Regions from separate parts of the Sus scrofa genome. Here all the other regions are linked to region 1. Evidence: chromatin contacts called from public HiChIP or PLAC-seq and promoter capture Hi-C data. All regions are on one chromosome and are shown on one strand. The core of a region is the stretch at or near the end of the contact, and the rest is flanking DNA. Distances in the headings are between cores, read along the strand shown.

Region 1 (6,098 bases), core at 2,636-5,135:
TAAGCTGGCAGCTATAGCTCTAATTGATCCCTAGCCTGGGAACTTCCACGTGCCGAGGGTGCAACCCTTAAAAAAAAAAAAAAAAAAAAAAAGAAAGAAAAGAAAAAAAAAGAATTATTTTTTCCTCAAATTAGAAGAAAGCTAGCTGCTATTTCATACTTTGCAATCAGGGAAAGTTTTAAAGCAAAAATTCAATAAAATTTACTGAGTGCTATGTGCTGTTCTGGGGCCTACATATACAGAAGAGCATAAGATTCAGAGTACTAACCTTATATTCATGGTGGAGGAAGTCAAACAAATTTTAAAAAAATAACCTACAGTAATTAGTCTAGCAGAATAACAAAAAAGATAGCAGGGTAGTATGAGAAAGAGAGAGGAGGAACAGCTACAGAAGACAGACTGCAGAGGAAAACCTCTCTGGAGAAGTGACTTTGAGCTGACACTGAAGAATGACAATAAGCTGGTCACTAGAAAGGTGAGTAAAACTCATTCTTTTTTTTTTTTTTTTTTGTCTTTTTGCCTTTTCTATAATTAAGTACCACAAGAAAGCAAATCTTGGAGTTTCCGTGGTGGCTCAGTGGTAACCAATCTGACTGACTAGTATATATGAGGATGCGGGTTCCACCCCAAGCCTCAATCAGTGGGTTAAGGATCCAGTATTTCCATGAGCTGTGGTGTAGGTCACAGATGCAGCTTGGACCCTGCATTGTTGGGGCTGTAGTGTAAGCTGGCAACTGCAGCTCCGATTCAACCCTTAGCCTGGGAACTTCCATATGCCACAGGTGTGACCCTAAAAAGATAAAAAAAAGAAAAAAAAAAAAAAAAGCAAGCAAGCAAATCTTAATTATGTGAGGCTGAGAGAAACTATTTCTAGATGGAGGAGGTATCTGAGTTGGACCTTAAAGGGTAGATCATTTTTGGCCATGGGAAGAGTGACAGAGAAGGGGAGGAGGGGGGAAGTCTATAATTCAGGCAGAAGAAAAAAGAGCTATGTGTCCAAATGTTTGGCTAAAAGGTGTGAAGGGAAATAACAGGAGATGAAGTCAGAAAAAAAGTACTGGGAACAGGCTGAAGTTTGGATGTGACTTCACAGGGAATAAGAAAACACTGAAGATTAAACTGGCAGGAAAGAGAGAACAGTTTTGAGGCTATTCCCAGAGTCTGAGACATGCAGAAGAGACCTGACTCAGGGTAGAGATGGGAAGGGGGAAGATGAGAGGACTAAGACCCTGCAGTGACAAGGGATGGGATCTGTCAATTATCTGTGTTTGTATGTGTGGGTATGTGCGAGAGAATGGGGTGCTGAAGAGATGAGTTAAAGAAGATGCAGGAATTCTGAGTCGTCATGTCAAGAAGGACCATTTACCAAAAGTTGGGACTAAAAGACACAAGCTTAGGGTGGAAGGTAATTAGCTGTTGTGATTCTGCTGGTATCAGGTCGCCTATGTAGAAAGGTCAACTGGCAATTAAAGATGTAAGACTGGGAGGCCAAAAGGTCAGAATCAGAGCAATTTTGGATAAGCCCACAAAGAGGTGATATAATTACTGAAGTCCACGAGAGCTCCTAGAGATATAAACAAACAGACTGTTGATGGAAGCTAAGAACCCATCTATTTTAGGGAATAATAAGAGTTGCAGAGGAGAGAAAATTAAGTACCAGCGTTGGAGAAATCAAGAAAAGTAATGATTCCAGTGGTAACAGAGGGGAGGGAAGAACCTGGAGGACTGCATTTCACAGATGCCTTTTAAGACTGCAGTTTCAGTAGAGTGTTGTCTAAAAAAATCAGATTGCAGGGGTAACAGAGATGGTCTATTGCAGGGAGTCAGGAAACAGACTTAAAATGGGAGATGGCTCAAAAGGTTTGGGGGTAAAGATATGAAAAGGGGGATGGGAATTTGATGGGGAAACACAGTTGAGAAAAAATGTGACAGACAAGAACATACATGAAGGGGAGGACTCTGGGGGAGGGAGAAAGAAAATATGAGAGAAAATACAGGAGGACTGAGGAGAAGAGGAAAATGTATGTGTGTGAAGGGGGCATATGAAATGGTTTTAAACCTTTTGGTAAAGGAGGGGTTTGGAATCTGCAAAAAAAAGGGGTTAGAGGCTTGAGAAAATTATGTTTTTAGTAGAATGGCAGAATGTGTTAAGGCCTCAACTAATTCAGATATATAACAAAAGAGGTGAGGGCAAAAGGGCATCTTCAAACAACAAAAATTGAAGACTTTATCATACATTGCAGATAGGCTTGTACAGTGGCTATTCACATATGAATTTGGTCCAACCTACACTACATTTTCCTTTAATAGCAAAATCACTAATTTGGATTTTAAAAATAATTTCAGATGATAGAGAATATAATCATAAACTCATTCTTTAATTTGCATACTTAGTAACTGTAGAGATTGTTGTAACTTGTTTGGAGCTGTATGCAAACTGTTTTGCAACTACTACAAGTTAATGAGACGGAGTTCCCATTGTGGCTCAGCAGTAATGAAACCAACTAGTATCCATGAAAACTCAGGTTCGATCCTTGATCAGTGGGTTAACGATCTGGTGGTGCGATGAGCTGTGGTGTAGGTCACAGACGTGGCTGGGACCCAGAGTTGCTGTCGCATAGGCCAGCAGCTACAGCTCTGATTCGACCCCTAGCCTGGGAACTTCCACATGCCATGGTGCCGCCCTAAAAAGCAAAACAAGACAGATCACAGGACTGAAACAATTTATTAAAATTTGCTTGAGGAATAATCCACGAATGAGAGTCTGGAAAAGACAGGACAGCTATAGAGGACTAAACTTCTCTTCAGGATGGTGACTAGGAATAAGGTAGGTCGTCTAAATAAAAACCAAAGAAAACTGTCTAACAAGAAAAAAACAAGTTTTTGGTCCTTCTGGAAAAGTCAAGCCTTGTCTGGCAGTAGTCTCTACTATCATAATCTGAAAATCTAAAGACCCTCAACGGTAAAAGAAGACTGCAAAAGGCGACGCAGCATAAAGCCTATGCTTAGTGCTAATTAAGTCCAATTACTGTTGTATTCGTATTTTCGTTTCTCGATGCATCCCTTCCTTAAGAATTCTCATCCATCCACCAGTAACCACCTGGGACTCGAAATCCCGCAGGTGGGAGATGATGGGCCCGGGAGGCGGCAACTTTCATGTTTGGGCCTCAGCAGCCGCATCCCTGAAAAGCAGAAATGGATTCGACAGCTTGCCGGAGGACTGGTGCAGGCTGTAAGAGATAGGATACAGGTAGGAGGCGGGCAAACAGCGTGTCACAAGGCTCCTCCCTCCTGCAAAGGACGCTAACGCCGCACGTCCAGAACAGCACTAAAAAGACACCGCCCCCTGGCCCGGACTCATTCTAGGACCTGCCTCCAAAAAGCATCCTCCCGGCAGGAAGAGTCTCACCCCAGACTTCACTCGGAGGAGCCGAACTACTCACTGTCGATGTCCTCGATGAGGCTAGCGGTGCCGGGCATATAGTTCATTTTGAGTTGAAATGAGGCGCAACGTATAGCGGTGGTGGGCCAACTCGTCCAACACTTCCTTCTTCCTACCGCAGTCGCCGCCTCGGCGGCACCGGGACAAGAACCCGGACCCAGAGTAGCACCTCCGGCCCGGCTTTCAGCCGCCGGGGCCTGCCGGAAACGTCGCCATATTACTCCCACCCACTTCCGGCATCACGTGCCGGTGCTCAGGAAGAGGCGGGACCGTAGTGAGGTCCCGAGGCACCCTTTCCACGTCCTTGACAAGAGGGGAAGAGAAACCTAGATTGGATACGTAGTGGGGAAATGCGTTCTCCCTTTTAAGGTACACGGTGGCGCCCCTTGCTGTCCTGCTTCCTAGACCCCAGAGTCACCGACCTCAGTCCTTCAACTCTCAAGAATCTGAGGCCGAGGGGGCGGGACCCGGCCTGGGATTGGCTGTTGCTGGCCGACCCCCTTCCCTGCGGTCCACTTGCGTTCTCCGGCTGGCGTCTGCGCAATGGACCGGCCGTGGGGGGCGGGAAGCACTTGGGGGCAGTGGAGCCCATGTCGGCCTTGAGGCGCTCGGGCTACGGCCCCGGTGACGGTCCGTCTTATGGCCGCTACTACGGGCCTGGGGGTGGAGATGTGCCCGTGCACCCCCCTCCGCCCATATATCCTCCCCGCCCCGAACCTCCCCAGCCTCCTGTTTCTTGGCGGGTACGCGGGGGCGGCCAGGCTGAGACCACCTGGCCGGGAGAAGGGGGAGGAGGAGATGGCTACTATCCCTCTGGAGGCGTCTGGTCGGAGCCAGGTCGAGCTGGAGGAAGCCACCAGGTAAGCTTTGCGCTGTCTGTCCCGGGGTGGGGTAGGGGACGGCAATAGGGGAGTCTTTGGAGGTGAGGGTTATTGGGTTTGATACACCTCCAAGAGTTCGTAATGAATTGGGTTTCATGTGTTTTCCTTATGGGGGGGTGGAGAGACAGAAACTAGGATCGTAGGTGGGGGCTATGCTTGTTTTCTCTTTGCCTCTTTTTTACTTCAACCATAGTAAATGTCTTAGCATGAAAAAGGGGAAAAAGATCCTGCGCTGACCTGCTGAGCTGAGTAGCGGGCTGCGAATCTCGCCTGGGAACGGTGTTGGGCTGGAGGGATCCGGGTCTGCTTTTCGAGTCCTGACAATTTATCCTGCGTGGCTCATCAGGTCGGCCCTCCCCAAGAAGGGAGGTGGCTGCAGCACCCTCCGTCCCTTAGCAACCCCTCCCCCTGGGAAGGAACGTGAAGGAAGGGGAGGGATCTGGGCGTTTAGCTCTTTGCCCTTTTAACGCTTTGCCCGACATTGAATCACGCATAATCAATGTTGGAAAGCAGCTTTCCGTGGATTGTTTTATTTCATCTTAAGGGTGACTGCCGCGTAAATGTCATCACATCTTCTCTGTTTTACGATGAAAGAACCGTTGACCGTGAAGGGTTAACTCACTCAGTATATTTGAACCTATAATGTCTTGTTCCTTGTAGTCGTGCGGAAATACAGTTGTTTTGTTATGCAGTATGCTTCGCAGAGAATTAATCGTTATCTGGTGGGGGCACTCCTATCCTTTTCTTCAGGAAATGTAACATCCTCATTGGTTGAAAATGTAATAATGAAATTCCCATACATTGCTGGTGGGAACATAAAATGGTTCAGTGCTTTGGAAAACAGTTTGGAAGTCCCTCAAAACGTTAAGCATACTGTTGGGATCTTACTCAGCAAGTCTGCTCCTTGTTATACACCCAAGAGAACTAAAAACATGTCCACGTATAAACTTGTACACGTGAGATTCATAGTAGCATTATTCATAATAGCCAAAAGGGAAAATATTCCAAATGCCCATCAACTGATGGATAGATAAAATCTGACATATTCATACAATGAATGGGAAGAAATGGGAAGAAATGAAGTACCTTCTACAACATGGATGAACCTTGAAAATATGCTACATGAACGAAGACAAACATTAAACATTGTGTGATTCCATTTATATGAAATATCCAGAATGGGCAAGTCTGTACAAATATATGTCATTGTCAGGGGTTGGAGGCCTGGAGACATTGGGGAAGATAGTTAAAGGGTATGGGGTTTCTTTTGGGGATGATGAAAATATTTTGGAATTAGATTGTAAATGAAGATTGCACAGCTCTGAATATTAAAAAAAAACATTGAATTGTACACTTTAAAAGGCTGGGTTTGATGTCATGTTATTTCTTTTAAAAAGTTGTATCATAAAAAAAAACGTAGTGAGAGGTTAATTACAAAGAAAGGCCCATAATTTCTCTATCTGAATCTAGAATAAGCAGCCTGAGGGAACTTCAGTCCCGACAGAGGAGAGTGAGGAAATGCTTGGCTAATAGGTATGCAGACTAGACCTAGGCTCACTTGTGGGGGAGGAGGAGAGAACCACTAAGCTGATGATTCCACCTGGGCTTGCTGTGTAGTCAAAACAAAGGTTTTTTTTGGGTTAAGGTTAGAGAAGTTAAGATCTTAGTACTGGGCAGGGAGTTTAAAGGGAGAACAGGTGTGCACACAGGCTAGGTAATGCTGGAGCGGTCAGGAATACGGCCGGAATGTGATTGGGCATTTGTCAACCGTTGCA
Region 2 (6,098 bases), core at 1,240-3,739, 490 kb after region 1:
TTCAGTCTTTTTTTTTTTTTTTTTTGGTCTTTTTATGGCCGCATCCACAGCATATGGAAGTTCCCAGCCTACGCCACAGCCACAGCAATGATAGATCTGAGCCTCATCTGCAACCTGCACTGCAGCTTATGGCAATATCAGATCTTTAACCCATGGAATGAGGCCCAGGATCAAACCCTCATCCTCATGGATACTAGTCAGGTTCATGACTGCTGAGCCACAATGGGAACTGTATCTTCTGTCATAGCACCTGGAACTCCCTGCTACATTGCTTAGCTTGCCTGTTTCCTCTGCTACACTCATAGCTCCTGAACCTTTCAGGCTACCTGGAATAGAGCAGGAGTTTGAAGGATGAAAAATGAGAGTGAATTTATTGCCTTAGCTTAAAACACCCCAAAATTTGTTCATCAATTAAATGCACATGTAGCAATCATTGTCAAGCTCCTAGAGCTTAGTGTAATTCTACTTTTAAAATCCTTTTGGAGTTCTCCCTGTGGTGCATTGGAATAAAAATCCAATTGCAGAGGCTCAGGTCATTGCAGAGGCTCGGGTTGATCCCTGGCCTGGTACAGTGGGTTACAGGATCTGGCATTGCCACAGCTGAGGTTCACATCTAACCCCTAACTGGAAACTTCCATATGCCCCAGGTGGGGCCTAAAGAGAAAAAAAAAATGATAGGCTCTCTAAATTTCAGAATATAAATGCATGTCAATTACTTTCAAGTTCAGGTACCAAAGTCAAACTAGAACAGAAAAAATATCACCTAGGTCAGTTTCACCTCACTAACCAGATAAAAATAATATGTAATCAGTACATCAACTCAACATCTTAAAATTGTTAGCCTCAGCCTATTATGTATACAATTTTTTTTTTTTTTTTTTTTTTTTTTGGCTACAGCCATGGCATGTAGAAGTTCCCAGGCCAGGGATCGAATTCGCGCCAACACTCTGCCATGACAACACCAGATCCTTAACCCACTGAGCCACAAGGGAACTCCCTACTGTATAATTTTTGTAAATGAAGGAGACCTCTAAAACATTTGAAATTATCTAACCTAATGAATTGGCATGAAACCTTTTTTCTTGTAATCTTGTGTACACTATTAATTTGTTTATTATTCACCTTCCTTTAATAAATAGAACAGAGATGTTCTAATTCCCTGTTTGTGGACAAATTTTCCAGTTAGAACTGTGAAAACCACTGAGTTTTATTGCAGGGGTCCATGAGGATCCCAAGTTTCATTGCATTTGATAGTTCACAGACAAGCCACTTACCAGGCCATCAGCAACAACTGAATCAGGATCCCCTTGCACCTCCTGTACCTCCAACTCAGCATCTCCAAGAATCACAATGAGGAATCTTCCTGCTTCATTTCTGGGGGCTGAGGAGGCAGTTTGTAGTGGGAACTGGATCCCATTTGTGATAGCCAATTCCTGCGCTTCCATCATGGAAAGACCTAGAACTGGAGAGGGCCAGGAAAATCATCAATTCCCCTCCCTGCCATGCAGCACATGCCCTACACTGTGGGTAGAGGTGTGCACGTGGGGAAGGCTGGCCCCAGGCAGGACTCTATGAACCCACAGGACATTTTCACTGCCATCTTTATCAATTATTATTATTTTTGTCTTTTTTTGCCCCCTCCCACAACAATGGAAGTTTCCAGGCCAGGGATCAAACCTGTGCCACAACAGTGGCAACGCCAGATCCTTAACCTGCTGAGCCACCAGGGAACTCTGTTATTATTTTCCAATTAGAAGAGGGAGAAGAAAAACAAACAAACAAACCAGTCAAGGAGTTCCTGCTGTGGCACAACAGGGTGGATGGTGTCTCTGCAGTGCCAGGACATGGGTTCATCCCCAGCCAGTCACAGTGGATTAAAGGATCCAGCATTGCCACAGCTATGATGTGGGTCACAACTGCGGCTGGCATCTGAGCCCTGGCCCAGGAACTCCATATGCCAAAAAAAGAAAAAAACAAACAAGACAAACAGCCAAGAGGGATGTGGGTGTGTATATTTCTTGGAATCCAGAGGTTGGGGGTGGGGGTGGGGAGTGATCCATCAAAAATGTTTCTAGTACAAAAGCTGGCAAAACAAATCTCTCTCTCTCTCTCTTTTTTTTTTTTTTTTTTTTTAATCTGAACTGTGTAACAGGAGAAATTCTCTCACAAGGGGAGAGTATTCCTGAGCCAAGTTTAGGCCGAGGAAAAATTTTCCAGCTTGTGAGGAACGAAGCTGACGTTACATTAAGGAGGAAAAAAAATAGTGCTGGAGGAAAAGAGGAAGGGGGGAAAAGGCACCAGGCTTCAAACAGAGGAGCTTTAAATTCCAGATGGGACCACAGATCAGAGAGCTAGGAGGCTGCAGCGATTTCTCCGTGGGGCTCCCAGACCCAGTGGACATTTCCTGTTCTGCCCCTGAACGTTCAAGCCAAAACTTTACAAAACATCCTTTTCCCTAGAACCAAGTGTTTGGTTCGGAGACCCACCCCTCCCCACGTCGGTGATCTCAGAGCCTGCCCTCCCCTTCCTTTCTCGGAACCGCTCCCTGATCAGGGGCGTCAGCTTCCCAGCAGAGGTGATGGAGCCACTGTAGCAGGTGGTGCCAATGGGAGAGAGGAGACCCGGGGACCACCGCCTACGAGGTAGGAACGGGGGCTGCGTGTGCTTGGGTTGTCTGACACTTACGGAGCAAAGCAGAGCCCTTGACCTTTAAGCTCGGGCTGGGGGCGTTTTCTTGACGATGGGACAGTGCTGTGGGTGAGTGGACGCCAGGGACGTCAGGCATTTCTTTCCTCTCTTTCTTTCCAATTTTAACTTTAATTCTTGGGTCTCTGGAAGCACTACCTCTTGTTTGCCTTCTGATGTAGAAGTGTTAGGGTAGAATTCTGGGAATTCCCTGACTTCTTTGTTTCTTTTTCTTTTTCCTTTTCTTTTGGTGGGCAAGGAGTCAAGGAGCATTTGTAAATACCTTCAGCTCTGAGTAGATTCAGAGAGAAGTGATCCAAATGGATGCAGAAGGAAAAGGCATTTTCACCTTGGTGAGCTGTGGTCCAGCTGTTTCCCAGGACCTGTGTCCTGCCCACCAAACTCCCTCCTCCTCCCCGCATCATGGGAATACACACCTTGAGCTGTTTCTCAGGTGTGGGGATGTGAGACTGGAGCTCAATGCTACGCCTTTATGGGCAGAGCCCAGGTGCCCTTGGAGACATCCACGTCTGTGGCGGAGCTAACTGGTCAACCCTGAAGGCTGCATGTGGCCCTCGCCATCATTAGGGACATGCCCCAGCAGTTCGTCCCTGAGAGGCTAGCCTTGGCAGCACCTGCTGACACTGAACTGATACAGAGAATGCAGCATGGCTTCTGCACAAGTACTCAGATTTTTATCATAAACGAACCATTTCAAATGCCCCTTCTCTGAACTCCAATGGTCCTTCTCTAGAGCACACATTTTGCTCCTTATGCACCTATCACCTTGCTGTACTGTTCTCTAACAAGCTAAACAAATGAGAGAATGGATGGGATGCATGAGTCGTAATCTATTTCTTGGTGATCTTAAGATAGCAACTAACTCTTGTTGAGCACAGACTGTGTGCCGGCACCATTCTAAAGGTGGTGGGTATTATCATCATCATCCCCATTTTACAGATGGGGAAACTGAGGCTGGAGACACACCTAATAAATGCAGAGGAGGGATCTGTACTGAGGCCAGGCTGCCCTGCTCCAAACCAAGGTGGGGGTTTGACTCTCGGTCCCCATATTCTCCAGCTGCGTGACTTCAGACAAGGTGAATGTCCTCAGCCCGTTTCCTCATCTGTCAAATGAGACAATAATAACCCCAGCTCACAGACGTGTTGTAAGAGATAAATGAATTTTAAAAGATTATTTTACTGAAGCAGGCGAACAATGTTGACAGATCTTCCCAACCCTGGCAGTGTGAAGTACAAATGTAGAGCTGAAAACCCTCAGGGTTCTGTAGGAGGTAGCCATAGTGCCATGTCAGGGTTTGTGCCTTAACAAGGGACATTAGCATTCATATACCAGCAGGTGCAGGCCTGTAGCTGCCAGCTCGGTTGACTCTAAGCTCCTTCAGGGCTGGGTTCCTCTCATATACAGATCTGCAATCATGGATTTGACCAACTTTGGACCAAGAAAATAAAGTAAAATAAAATTCCAAAATTTCCAAAAAGCAAAACTTGAATTTGCCCTGCAATTATTGACATAGCATTTACATTTGTATTTACAACTATTCACATGTATTAGCTTTTATAAGTCATCGAGAGATGATTTAAAGTATAAGAGAGGATGTGTGTTGGTTCTGGGCGAATACTATGTCATTTTATATAAGGGACTTGAATGTAGGTAGGTTTTGGTGTCAGTGGGCCTCCTGGAACAAATCCCCCATGCCCAGGGAAACTCAGGGACCACTTTGTTTCTCTTAAAAACGAGATGTTTCTCAGAGTTCCCTAGTGGCTGAGTTGGTTAAGGATCTGGTATTGTCACTGCTGTGGCTCTGGTTACTGCCATAGCATGGGTTCGATCCCTGGCCCTGGAACTTCTGCATGCCAAGGCTGCAGCCAAAAAAGGAAAAAAAAAAAGAAAAAAAGAAAAATGTTTCTTGAACTGTGCTCTAAGGCCCTCCTTGCTCTTCAGATGTAGGATCCCCCTTGGGGAGGAGGTCAACAAGGGGCCCCGTGGATGCTCCCGCAGCCTCCTCTTCCCGCTCGCAACAAGGCATCTCCATCTTTACCTGACTGACTTATTGGGGTGCCCCGTTAAAAGGAAGATTTGAAAACCACGTTCAGAATGACTAATGGGGAGCAGGTGATGTGTCCAGGCTGAAAACAACTGTTTACAGAGCAGGGTTGATTTTTCTAGCTCAGCCCTGTCTAGGCTCTTCCTTGGCCCTCCCTTAGCCTCCTACTTAATGAGCTTCTCCTGCCCTGGAGAACCCACAGGAGGCATGTGCCAGGCGGGCTCAGGAGGTGAGCTCTTCCATCTCAGGCAGCCCATCCCTGGGGACAGGGACAGACAAGTGGCAGGGCCCCAGAGAGCTTCTGTTCCAACCTGGACTCTCTCTCCCTCTTTTTTAAATTTTTTTTTTTTTTTGGTCTTTTTGCTATTTCTTGGGCCGCCCCCGCGGCATATGGAGGTTCCAGGCTAGGGTCCAATCGGAGCTGTAGCCACCAGCCTACGCCAGAGCCACAGCAACTCGGGATCCGAGCCGCGTCTGCAACCTACACCACAGCTCACGGCAACGCCGGATCGTTAACCCACTGAGCAAGGGCAGGGACCGAACCCGCAACCTCATGGTTCCTAGTTGGATTCGTTAACCACTGCGCCACGACGGGAACTCCCTTAAAATTTTTTTTTAATGTTTGTATACATACATACATGTATGTAATCTTTATTGTGGTGTAATTTACATACTATACGATTCATGTAAAGTACGCAATTCGTTGGTTTTTAGTTTATGTACAGAATTGTGCAACCATCACCACAGTCCATCCTAGAACATTTTCATCACTCCAAAAAGAAACCCTATACTCATTTGGAATTATTTCCCATCCCTACCCCTGACACCCCCAGCAACTGCTAGTGTACTTGCCTAGTCAAGTCAGGACATTTTATGTAAATAGAATCATACATTATGTGGTCCTTTATGACTGATTTCTTTCGCTTAATGTTCTCAAGGTTATCTATGTTTAGTTTATCAGTACTTCACTTGTTTTCATTGCTCAATATTCTATTAATATTAATGGAATGGAATAATAAGATTCCATTGTATGGATATTGTATGGATATACCATAAAATGCCACGTTGTATTTATCCATTTATCAGTTGATGAAAATTTGGATTGCTTCCACTTTACGGCTCTTATGAATAACATTACTATGAACATTCATGTACAAATTTTTGTGTGAACACCTTTTTTCTACTCCCTTGGGTATATGTATATCTAGGAGTGGGGTTGCTGGGCCACTGGCCTCTCTCTGAGTCTTTTCAGAACGTGCCCTTCTTGGAGTTCCCATTGTGGCACAGCAGAAACAAATCTGGCTAGTATCCATGAGGATGCGGGTTCGATTCCTGGCCCCGCTCA
Region 3 (6,098 bases), core at 2,160-4,659, 310 kb before region 1:
AAAACAGTGACAGCTAGGAGTTCCCTTGTGGCTCACTGTGTTAAGGACCTGGCATTGTCATGGCTCAGGTCCCTGCTATGTCCATCCCTGGCTCAGAACTTCCACATGTTGTGTGTGCCAGCAGGGAAGAAAAAAAGAAGAAAAACAACAATAGTGGATGTTTATTGAACACTTAAAGTGTGCCAATCATTGTATGTGCTTTTCTTGGTTTATCATTTAATCCTCACAACAGTCCTATAAAGTTCATACCATGACCCCTATTTTGCAGACGAAGAAACTGAGGCACAGACAAAGTCATTTTCCCAATGTCACACAGCTAGCAAGAGCCCAACGGAGGGGAGGCAGGCCAGGATTTAAAACCAGGCAGTCTGACTGGAATATCTGCACTTAACCACCACTCTCTAGGGAAAGTTTTTTCTTTTTATGGACACACCTATAGCATATGGGAGTTCCCAGACTAAGGGTCAAATCGAATTGCAGCTGAGGGCTACGCCATAGAAACAGCAACACTGGATCCAAGCTGCATCTGTAACCTGTGCCACAACTCACAGCAACGCCAGATCCTTAATCCACCGAGTGAGGCCAGGGATCAAACCCACATCTTCATAGATACTAGTTGGGTTCTTAACCTGCTGATCCACAATGGGAACTCCTAGGGAAAGTTTAAAAAAAACAACAATAACAACAAAAATAAAACAGATTTTTAAACACATTTGTTTAACTTTTGTTAAACAAATCATCACAGACTTACCTCCCTGGTACTCTGGGATATTGAGACATAAAAATCACAGGTCTCTTAAGGAAGGAATTTTCAGAAATGTTAGATCACCATCTACAAAAGGCTACCCCCTGCCTCTAGACAGGACCGTAACTAAACAACCCAGGCCTGGTAAAAAAGCCTCCTGAGAACAAAATCCCACAACTTCTGCTCATAGTTCATTCCAGAGTTTAATAGTCAGGAAATTCTTACATTACAACGAATTTAAATCCTTTATATGCACGCTAAACCCATTCCTTGGGCTGATCAGCCTCCCAGTATTTCCATTTCTCTTATTCATTCATTCGACTATTAAACATTTATTGAGTGTAAACTATTTTCTTAAAAAACGTTTATTAAATGTACCGGGTGGAGTTCTATCACTGAACACGGGACAGAAAAAACTCAAGTTCCAAGAGGATCAATCTGGAAATTGGTCAAGTGTGTATCGGCCGGGAGGTGAGGGTGGGGTGCCAGAAGTGCAGGAACAGGAGAGGAGAGACCCTCATTTATGAAGGTGGGCACAGAACTCTCAGGAAGTGCCTTGCGGCCCACTTATGGGCTTAACAAATAAGGAAACTTCTCAACACATACTCACCCAGAGCAAACTCCCAGGGGTGAGGGGTGGTGGGGGCTGGAAATAGGCCAGCCCCAAGCAACAATGGCTGGAAAACCTACACTTTCCTTTTCCTGTGTCCTAAATCTGACCAACACCACCAGGGTGCCATTTTCCCTGTGTAAAAGCTTTCCCTGTAACCAAGGCTGTAATTAAGTGGACTGTCTCTTCGAAAAAACTTCAGTGGCTGAATTAAAAATGCCCCAATGTTATGCTGTCGACCAGTGAAGGCTGCGGTCTGGGAGACACAAGGTCTGGACGCTGGGCCTGGTTCCACTGCGCTGCAGTCTGGGTTTTTTGGTTGTTTTGTTTGTTTGTTTGTTTTTGCCAGGCACCTAAACGCCCACCCAGGGATGCTGAGGGAAGACGCAGCCCCAGCCCACAGGGAACTTAGAGCCTAGCGAGCAGGTACGGACAAGCAGCAGAAGTTACCAGGCCCTTAAGCTCCCGACGTTAGAGCAAAGCAGGCTTTCATCCACGGCTATCCTCGCGCCTCACTGAACCTACATTTTGTTCACTAAAATTAAGATAATTCCCTCAATCTGCTTTATGGTGCTGCGGGGACCTCAAAGGCCAAAGCTCCTACAAAAGCATAAAGGGCAATTCAAAGTAGTGTCTGTTGATTAGCGACGTAATGGTGCTTATCTGCACTTTTGAAAAAGGGGAGCAGAGAATTAGGAAGGTTGTAAAGGATAACCTGCTCTGAAAAAATAGGAACAGGTTTGGCCTAATCTGGAAGGGAATCCAGAGCAAACTCCAAAGTCAAAGCCTGGGAAAGTGACACCTCGTTCTCAGCTCCCGCAGCCACTGGTGCTGCCCCTGGGGTCACTCTCCAGGTGCCCGCACCACCCCCACCCCAGAAATTCCTGACGGTCGTCTTGACCGCCGGGACCGAGTCACGGGCGCCCTCTGGCGGCAATCCTCGGACAACGACCTCTCGAAGCGCGGGGGCGGGGCTGGCGAACTAGGGAGAGAAGGGGTGTGGTCTTCTCGCGTGAACTAATGGCGTCATCGAAGCGACGGGCCCGGAAGGAAGTAGCGCGCTGAGGGGTGTGGCGGCTTCTGCGGTTGCACTGGGGTTCGGACGAGTACGGAGCGCCTGGAGGGACAGCCTGGTACGCGGCCCCCGCCTCTTAGTGCGCGCGCTGGGCCTCCTTGCGGCTCGCGGCCGGAGCTGATCATCGTTTTCCCAGGCCCTCGCACAGCATCCTCTCTCCCTTGGGAGCGAGAAAGCAACCCCTTTCTGTCCCCTCCATTTCCCGCGAGCCCCTAGGCGGGACGGAGCGGAGGCTCTCGGAGCCTCCAGCCCCGACCCAGGGCTCTTGGGACTTGCGACCCTCTCTCCAAAAAGGGCAGGGAAGGAGCGCGAGGTGGGGCGGGGGTGACTTCGGGGGAGGGAAGGGCTTTTGTAGAAAGGACGCAGCTGCAGATCGGTAGCTGGAGGCCACACGGTAAAATAAGCGCCTCGCAGACGTCTGCGCCCGAGTTAAGTTAGACCCAGGAGGCAGAGTCCACGCCCTGCGCGGGTGGGCCCCGGCACCCCGATTGGGAACCTCGCTGTCAGTTACCCTAGTTTTTGCAGATCGTTCAGTGTTCAGGAAATGAGTCCCTGGATGCCAGCTCTTTCGCGTCCTGGTGTCTGAATGCAGTTGGACGCCGGAGCCCAGAGTCTCCCCAGCCTGAAGAACCCGCTTTCTGCTCTCACCATGAGCTTGCGGAACCTGCCAGGTGCAAAGCACCGGTCAAGCATATGGGAGGGAGTGTGGCTTCAGTCTTGCTCAGAGCCCTGCATTGTTTAGGGCCAAAGGAATAACTGGGAAAGTGAATGAAAGGCCAGAGAATCCCGCCATGGAACTCCGCTCGTATGCTGTCTCTGTCGCTCCAGCATCTGAAAGGAGTAAATAATGGTTTCCTTTGAAATGGCAGGCAATTAGGACTGGGAGTCTCTGACCAGAATTACACAGCCACAACTGCCTGTCATTTGACATGCTCTGTAATTTGGGCCAACGTACTGCAGCTGCTTCTCTTCCTCTTTTACTAGTATGAGTGGCTCCGGTGACAGCCCCTTCGTGTTCACAGGAAGAGAAGGCTGTGTTCTGAACGCTGACCAACTTGCACTGGTTTTCCCTTGGGCCAGGGCTGTTTCTGGAGTCACTGCCTCTTCCAGGAGGTGGGGAATATCATTCCACAGTTAAGGAATGGATGGGAGTGTCGACTGAGAGCAGGGATGAGGAGAGGTGTAGATCTAGCCTCTGTTCATACTACTATGGGCTGGATGGGAACCACTTTCAAGCGCCCAGCCTGGAGAGGTGCTCTCAGGGTCAGAGCTTTTCTCCCTCAAGTCGGACGGCACACGTTTTCCCGTTCTTTTTCCCCAGGATAAACTTTCACTGATGGCTCAGTTGGGAGCAGTTGTGGCTGTGGCTGCCAGTTTCTTTTGTGCATCTCTCTTCTCAGCCGTGCACAAGATAGAAGAGGGGCATATTGGGGTGTATTACAGGTAAGGCAGCAGCAGGCGCAATTTCCTGTTAAATGACTCTTCCCAAGTCAATGTTTAACAGATTCTGCTATCTCTGTTTGTATTTTGTTGAATAGGGGAGGATTTTAGAATGAGCTTTTGTGTCAGTGGCCATGGGGAGGGAAGTAACACACACACAAATACATACATGAAAGTAAAACTTAGTGGTCTAAGTTGATGCCATGGATGGTGATTGATAAACATTTATAGAGACTTAGAGATAAAACCTAAAGGCAAGCAGGTTCCTTGAAGATCATCTGAAACAGTGTTTGCTCCTACTTCTCTCTAGGCATCTTGGTGCCACAAGCTTACCTCTAATGAGGACCAGTTCTTGATGTAATTTAGACCTATTCTTGAAAATTGACATTTCAGGAAAAATGAAAGAGACTGCAGGTTGATTCACATCCATCAAGGCAAACTCTAGGTTCTTACAGTAACCCATTATGGTCACTTTATTTCATTACTCTTTTAAAAAAAAATGTATCTTTATTGGAGTTTCCATTGTGGCTTACTGGGTTAAGGACCCAACATAGTCTCCAGGAGGGTATGTGTTCGATCCCTGGCCTCACTCAGTGGATTAAGTATCCTATGTTGCCATAAGCTGTGGTGTAGGTCACAGATATGGCTTAGATCCAGCATTGCTGTGGCTGTGACATAGGCCATCAGCTACAGCTCTGATTGGAACCCCAGTCCAAGAACTTCCATAGGCTGCAGGTGCAGCAATAAAAAGGAAAAAAATACATCTTTGCCTTAATAAAGAGGCATTTATAAATCTTGAGTTGCTTTCCTTTTAGTAACCTCCCTAACCAAGTATTTTGCTTTAAGTCTTTACCAAACCCTTCTTATTTGTGCCCTGTGATGCTTTTTTTCTGGATGCCAATGGCAAGTTCTAAACGTCCGATTGGGTTCCCCTCTCCCCTTTATTTCTTCCTGTCTCTGATTCTACATCCCCAAATACTGCTTTTAAATTTACTGCCATTTACATAGAACTTGATTAGAAAAGTAATTCTACTGCCAAAAAAATATGTTGATGGTTTATAAAGTGTACTTAAATTTTATTCTTTTGGTTGTTCGTGTCCCTGGACTCAAACATTAGTACCATCAACTGATCACCATATTACTGGATTTAACACCCTTACGGATCACCACCAGCTCAACAGATGCGGCAAGATAAGACAGACCTCCTCTCCTGTCTTAAGTATAGCCATGGATTCTGCTCTCTTGATTCCACTTTGCCTATTTTTTTCACTGCAAAAACACAAATAATGGTTTTAGGTTTTACCATTGGGTTTCCTAGAATATTGGGGTCGAGCTGAGAGCGGGGAAAAGGAACTGTGGACCTGACTCTAGCACGTGTCAGTCTAATAGATGTTTACAGTGCTTCCGAGAAAGCAGTGTTGATGTGATAGACACCTCTTCACCGAACTGAGCCTGCTTCTCTCTTCCTCTTCTGCAGAGGTGGTGCCCTGCTGACGTCCACCAGTGGCCCTGGCTTCCATCTCATGCTCCCTTTCATCACATCATATAAGTCTGTGCAGGTATACTGGGCTGGTGGGGTAGGGTTGCACAGCAGCAGGTTGGGGGTGGTGATTAAGGCATGATTTGGAATGATTTAGCCTTTAGATGGGTAGATAAGTATAATTCCTTCTCAAGGAATCATTTAAGAATAAGCCATATATACAGTATAGATAGATATAAAGAATGAGGCTCCCTGAGCCATTTACTCTAGAGTTTGACTCTAAATAACTGAGTGGGGTCATTACCTTGGCCCATCAATACCAGCTGGGATTATGTCTTCACTTCAAGACAAAGCCAGAGAAGAATCTGTTCCAAATGCACAAAAGCAAAAGTTGGATATGTACGTCTGTGTGCTTTAAGCCACAGGCTCCCAAGGTAGATGGAACTAAAACATGGTAGTGTTGCTGGTTCTTACTTGAACTTGAGCGAAGTGAACATAATTTGGGGTGGGGGGAGTTGAACTCGGTGAAGGGAAATGGCATCTTAAGTAGGGGTAGGATTAGTTACGACAGATCTAAAGCCAGGCTCAGTTAGACTAGCCATCTTTGAAGTATGTCCAACTAAAAGGCGTAAAAAGATTTAGAAAATGACTTTTAAACTGACCCAGGAAAATATCCTGGGATACCTCATCAGCATCAGCCCCTGTAGATATCTTCTGCCATTTACTGTGCTTTCTGGTTTTCGGAGTA
Region 4 (6,098 bases), core at 2,062-4,561, 290 kb before region 1:
TGATCTTCAGAAATTGGGGGATTCCATGCTGTTTGGGGTGGTTTAAATGTCACTCTTTTTATGTGAAAGATCAGATGATCTCCAAAGTTCCTCCCCAGGCTTAGTGTTCTAGAATCTGTGTTGACATTTCAAAAGCCAACCGTGACATGTTTGCTAAGGCATTGCTGTCATGGATCTCTACCTGAATTAATTTTAACTGAGATGCAGGCATTATTTTTCCATTTCTCTTCAGAGCCAAGTAACCAAGCAACAGTAATTTTCCATTATTTTATCTTTTTAATCCCCCCACAAGAATCACAGAAAACTCAGAAGGAAATAATTTTAAAATCCATAAATGTTTTTCTCATAATTTGGGGCCTTAGACTACAGAGGTAAAGGTTTTAAGTTTGACGGCATTAAATGATAAGTATACTAGATTTTTATAAAATTGTTTATAAAATCGGTTCCCCTGGGTATTTGGCTTTCTAATCTCTTTTCCCCTTTGTCCTTGCAAACTGTTGGAACAATTTTAAGTCAATTACCAGTGATGAGGTGATTTGGGACTTTTATTTTTCAAGGATTAGGTAGTAGGGAAGGGTGAAAGTTTAAATCAGATGGTTGACATCCCAGGAAGGGGAGGAGAAGAAACTAAAAAAGAAAATAAAGAGGAAAAAACATAATAAAATTAATTCAAAAGCACAGCTAAGAGAGTTCCCGTTGTGACTAGTTAACCCGACTAGTTAACCGTGAGGATGCAGTTAGATCCCTGGCCTCCCTCAGTGAGTTAAGGATCCAGTGTTGGAGTTCCCGTCATGGCTCAGTGGTTAACGAATCCAACTGGGAACCATGAGGTGGTGGGTTCGATCCCTGGGCCTTGTTCAGTGGGTTCAGGATCTGGGTTGCCATGAGCTGTGGTGTAGGTCGCAGACATGACTCAGACCCCAAGTTGCTGTGGCTCTGGCATAGGCTGGCAGCTACAGCTCCGATTAGACCCCTAGCCTGGGAACCTCCAAATGCCACGAATGCGGCTCTAGAAAAGACAAAAAAAAAAAAAAAAAAAAAAAAGGATCCAGTGTAGCTGTGAGCTGTGGTGTAGGTCACAGACGTGCAGATGTGGCTTGGACCTGGCATTACTGTGGGTGTGGTGTAGGCCTGAAGCTGCAGCTCTGATTCCTGATTCAACCCCTAGCCTGGGAACTTCCATATCCCAAGGAAGGAAGGGAAGGAGGGAGAGAGGAAGAAAAGAAAGGAAGAAAGAAAAGACAACCTCGAGAAAAAACTTTAGCTCTTTTCCCACCATAAGAGCATCTCATTCATTAAGTAGAATTACTGTGTGAGAACCAACAGTACAGACAAGAGTACTTTCCTTAACAAAATCAATCTCTACTTGTCCACAGCACCTACCATTTCACCATCTGACTATTAAACCTCGGGTTTTACTATGTTAACCTTTGTATTGTTTGGCTCCTCCCATTTGTGATTTTCATATTGCCCAGAGCAGGTTACACAGGAAACTCAAGAATTGGGCTCTGTGCCAAGCTCAGGCTGGACTAAAGCTGCCTGTGCTGGCCTCCTAGAAAGCAGCACTTGCCACCAGGTGGGGTACTGACCAGCTGCAATGCCGCCAGTCCCAAATGAGGAAAAGTCCAAACTACACACTGGGTTACAATTTTTAAAAACTCAAATATGGAGTTCCTGTTGTGGCTCAGTGGTAACGAATCCGACTAGCATCCATGAAGATACAGATTCAATCCCTGGCCTCCCTCAATGGGTCAGGGATCCTGCGTTGCCGTGAGCAGTGGTGTAGGTCACAGACTCAGCTCAGATCCTGCTTGGCTGTGGCTGTGGCTGTGGCTGTGGCTGGCAGCTGTAGCTCCCATTAGAGCCCTAGCCTGGGAACTTCCATATGCCACCGGTGCAGCCCTAAAAAGCCAAACAAAACAAAACAAACCAACAAAAACCACCTCAACTGGAGTTCCCATAGTGGCAAAGCGGAAAGGAATCCGACTGGGAACCATGAGATTATGGGTTAGATCATTGGCCTCGCTCCGTGGGTTAAGGATCAGGCGTTGCCATGAGCTGTGGTGTAGTTTGCAGATGCAGCTTGGATCTGGCGTTGCTGTGGCTCTGGCATAGGCTGGCAGCTACAGGTCAGATTAGACTCCTAGCCTGGGAACCTCCATATGCCACCAGTGCAGCCCTATAAAGACAAAAAGACAACAAACCTCAACTATCTCATTAACTTTTTCTATTGGTTATGTTTAAACTTTACTTTGGGTATATTGGGCTATAGAAAATGTATTCAGGGAGTTCCCATCGTGGCGCAGTGGTTAACGAATCCGACTAGGAACCATGAGGTTGCGGGTTCGGTCCCTGCCCTTGCTCAGTGGGTTAACGATCCGCCGTTGCCGTGAGCTGTGGTGTAGGTTGCAGACGCGGCTCGGATCCTGCGTTGCTGTGGCTCTGGTGTAGGCCAGCGGCTACAGCTCCGATTAGACCCCTAGCCTGGGAACCTCCATATGCCGCGGGAGCGGCCCAAAGAAATAGCAAAAAGACAAAAAAAAAAAAAAAAAAAAAGTATTCATTAATTTTTCTTAACTTTCTGTGCCTATTAGAAAATTTTATTTATTTTTGTTTTTTGTCCTTTTAGGGCCGCACCCACTGGCATGCGGAGGTTCCCACGCTGGGGGATCTAATCCGAGCTGTTGCTGCTGGCTTACACCACGGCAACACCAGATCCAAGCCGTGTCTGGGACCTACACCACAGCTCAAGGCAACACCAGATCCTTAACCCACTGAGCGAGGCCAGGGATCGAACCGAAACCTCATGGTTCCCAGTCGGATTCGTTTCCACTGCACCACGATGGGAACTCCTAGAAAATTTTAAATTACATGTTCGGATCACATCATATTTCTATTGGGCACTGATCTAAAGGATAACCAGAGGAAAATAATTCGGTACATTGGGATCCTACCATGTTCTTCAGAAACAATTTTCTTTTATATATTTTTAAATATTTATTTTTGGCCACACCCGCGGCCTGTAGAAGTGACTGGCCAGGCACCAAACTTGGCCACAGCTGTAACCGGAGCCACAGCAATGACAAAGCGGGATCATTAACCCGCTGAGCCAGGAGGGAACTCTTTTTCTATGCCTTCTCCTCTCCCCAAAATCATCTGAGATAAAAGCCGTTATCTCCCACAACTGGGAAGAGGACCTAAGGGACCTCTCCTGCCCCCTTCTGTCCCTCAACTGCGTCTGCGGGCTACGGCTAGGTGGAAAGCCCCGCCCTCCGGCAACCCCGGAAGTACGTCACAGCCCCTCCGCACCCGAGTGCCCCGCCCCGCCTCGCGGCGACCTCCCCAAGATGGCACACCTAGGGCGGGGCCGCCCCTCCCGCCCCTCCCCATACTGACGATTGGCTGAGACGAAGACGGGCAACACGGAGACGTGAGCTGGGCGGGACCGGAAGGGGATTTAGCCTCGGGTGCCCGGGTACGGGGCTGGAAGTCGGTTCTGTGGAATGTGGAAGGCTGGCAGCATGTCGGCGGAGCTGGGAATCGGTTTCGCTCTGCGGGCAGTGAATGAGCGCGTGCAGCAGGCGGTGGCGCGACGGCCGCGGGTAAGAAAAGGGACCTCGTGGGGACGGTGGGCGGCCGCTTGGAGGAGATGAGACGCCTGCGTGGGAATGGGTCGTCACGGTGACGCAGAGGGGTCTCCCCGCAGGAGCGAGAGCTGGCCGCCGCCTTGGCTTTGGCACGGGTTGCCGAGACCCCAGGAGGCTGGTAAAAGGATTCCTCAGCATCTGTCAGGTTTTCTGGAGGTTGGCTTAGTTGGAGCAAAAGGTATCGCTACCCCGGGAAAATGACTGATCTCCAGGCATCGCGACCATTTACCCATCTGGCTTTGTGTCGGGATCAGCCGCCTTGGCAGAGGGGAGAGGGATCAGGCCTGCACCCAGAGGCTGCAGAAGGGGATGTCCACTGCAGGAGTACCCAAAGGAGGCCAGATCTGCCGAGATCACGTGTGTGGCAGCGTCCCAGATAGTAGATGCACAGTAAATGTCAGTTCCACCCGAAAACGAAGGAAAGGGTGGATTGGCCGTACTTGGGTGACACTAGAGCTGCACTTGTGCGTTTGGGGCAGGAGGGAACTAGACATCCATTCCCAAGCAGTTTAAGATGAGATTTTTTTCCCCCTTATATATAGTTGGTATCTTGGAACTTACTTAAAGGTTACCATCTGCCCCTCCTCAGTGCAAGTTTAAGCTGAAAGGTGTGGTGTGAGACATATTTGAATAGAGAGATCAAAGTTTTCTCTGATTAAGCATTTAGTGTCAGAGCTCAGCTGGCCTGGAGACAGAAGACCTGTATTAGTATAGCTTTTTCTGGGCTGTTAATTAGGTATTATTTTAAACAAGTCAGTTAGTTACTCTAGCCCTGAATTTCCTCCTTCCGGCATTAATGATCCTCCAAGAAAAAGCTAAGCTAGAGATTCCCCTAAGAAATATCGCCCTGGGGAGTTCTCCCAACATAACTTACGCAGATGGGCTACCTGTTCCACTTTTTTTCCCTAAAGACTGTTACCTCATAATTCTAGGAAACATGACACAGTCTCATAAAAAGTCAGCAGTGCAGCCCTCAGAAGGAAGGGGAAACTCTGTTAATTGATCTTACTCTTCAGACCCTTTGAGAACATTGATTCTGTAAAAGTTCCGGAGGGTGATGGGGTAATGAAAATGAAGCCATGTGAGGACAGATGAATCTCTTCTCTGTGTGGATTTGGTTGCAGCAGAATTCAGGGAAGCCCCGCTCTTTACATAATGGCCGTGAGAAGGGGGTCGGATAAACCTTATCCTGAGTCCAGAGTCTTCTGTGTCTTTGCATCAGTTTGGCCCCTGGTTCTTGATTAGACTGAACAATTACACTGTAACACAGCAAGATCAATGGCATCTCTGGAGCATTGCGACAAAAGTTCAATCCCTGACCCAGCACAGTGAGTTAGGGATCAGCAGCAGCTAAGATCTGATCCCTGGCCTGGGAACTCCATATGCCATGGGGCAGCCAAAAAAGGAAGGAAAAAAACTACAGTAACCCTAAGGGCGTCGCTTTTGAGAGTGCACGTGGGCAATATTAATAATTACCCCAGGACCAGAGTGTAATTAACCTTGGGGTTAGCCAGATGTTCATCTTGGGGTTTCAGAAGCCAAAAGTGGCCTCCCTTCCTAACAGAGATGCCTTCCCTTAATGAAGTGCTTCTTAAACCACCCACCTTGGTATGCAAGAGTATTGTCTGATAAAGTTTGTTTGAAAGGAGTTTGTTTGAAAGGAGATTCAAAGACTACACCCTGAGATTCAGATTCAGCAGATCTGGAGGGGGACCCAGGTGTTAACTGATGCCATTGGTCAAAGACCACACTTTAAGGAACCACTGCTTTTACTTACCTGCCCAGCTCTCCTGAGAGAGAAGTCTTTTGCTTAATATTCAGTAGCTAAGCACATTAGATTTCAATACAAGCATACAGAAGACTTTTCGTCAACATCATTTGCTACTCATCTTCCCGCAGTGTTAGAAAATAGATCCCCTAGTGCCCATTGTGGCTTAGCGGGTTAAGAACCTGAAGTAGTCTCCCTGAGGATGCAGATTGATTCCTGGCCTTGCTCAGTGGGTTAAGGATCTGATGTTGCTGCCAGTTGTGATGTAGGTCATGGATGCAGCTCGGATCTGGCATTGCCGCGGCTGTGGTGTAGGCCGGCAGCTGCAGCTCTGATTCGACCCCTAGTGCGGGAACTTCCATATGCCACAGATACAGTCATTAAAGAAAAGGAAAAAGAATAGTGGATCTTACACAATGCCAAGTTAAAGATCTGTGCAATCAATTCTCCAGGCTATCCTATAGGACTTACTGGGATCTTATTCCCAAATGCTCACTCATCTTGGCTCTCTCCCTCTTGGCAGGAACTCCCCGCCATCCAGCCCCGGCTCGTAGCGGTCAGCAAGACCAAGCCTGCAGACATGGTGATCGAGGCCTACAATCACGGCCAGCGCATTTTCGGGGAGAACTACGTAAGAGTCCTTTTCCAAACTGCGCTTGTGCCCTGGGAAGAGTCATGGTTGC

Evidence for each region. Promoter capture Hi-C pulls out the DNA fragments that hold promoters and counts their contacts. HiChIP or PLAC-seq counts read pairs in DNA pulled down with a chosen protein or histone mark.
Region 2: a contact with region 1 is called in a promoter capture Hi-C map of fetal skeletal muscle, with 2.7 times the contacts expected there. The contact joins the promoter of TACC1 here to the promoter of LSM1 in region 1. A contact is called at or near these places in 1 of 5 promoter capture datasets (fetal skeletal muscle) and 2 of 47 Hi-C or Micro-C datasets (embryonic fibroblasts and mesenteric adipose tissue).
Region 3: an H3K27ac HiChIP or PLAC-seq map of alveolar macrophages shows a contact between it and region 1. The contact joins the promoter of ERLIN2 here to the promoter of LSM1 in region 1. A contact is called at or near these places in 2 of 5 promoter capture datasets (fetal liver and liver) and 1 of 2 datasets of contacts at active chromatin or transcription factors (alveolar macrophages).
Region 4: a contact with region 1 is called in an H3K27ac HiChIP or PLAC-seq map of alveolar macrophages. The contact joins the promoter of PLPBP here to the promoter of LSM1 in region 1. A contact is called at or near these places in 6 of 47 Hi-C or Micro-C datasets (alveolar macrophages, brain, embryonic fibroblasts and 3 more) and 2 of 2 datasets of contacts at active chromatin or transcription factors (alveolar macrophages and skeletal muscle).

What each region holds. Positions count from the first base shown.
Region 1 is chr15:48,346,440-48,352,537 of Sscrofa11.1, reverse strand. It overlaps LSM1 (U6 snRNA-associated Sm-like protein LSm1), which reads right to left and starts at 3,885. Exons shown (of 4, transcript XM_005671778.3): 1 at 3,444-3,885. The coding sequence starts at 3,489. It overlaps BAG4 (BAG family molecular chaperone regulator 4), which reads left to right and starts at 3,728. Exons shown (of 5, transcript XM_013984080.2): 1 at 3,728-4,302. The coding sequence starts at 4,033.
Region 2 is chr15:47,857,495-47,863,592 of Sscrofa11.1, reverse strand. TACC1 (transforming acidic coiled-coil-containing protein 1) reads left to right here and starts at 2,489. Exons shown (of 15, transcript XM_021075676.1): 1 at 2,489-2,642. The coding sequence starts at 2,606. LOC106506224 (a long non-coding RNA gene) reads right to left here and starts at 1,824. Exons shown (of 4, transcript XR_001301395.2): 1 at 1,785-1,824; 2 at 1,275-1,462.
Region 3 is chr15:48,658,917-48,665,014 of Sscrofa11.1, reverse strand. It overlaps ERLIN2 (ER lipid raft associated 2), which reads left to right and starts at 3,409. Exons shown (of 11, transcript NM_001143706.1): 1 at 3,409-3,873; 2 at 5,348-5,429. The coding sequence starts at 3,767.
Region 4 is chr15:48,633,797-48,639,894 of Sscrofa11.1, reverse strand. It overlaps PLPBP (proline synthase co-transcribed bacterial homolog protein), which reads left to right and starts at 3,311. Exons shown (of 8, transcript XM_003133369.4): 1 at 3,311-3,602; 2 at 5,939-6,046. The coding sequence starts at 3,504.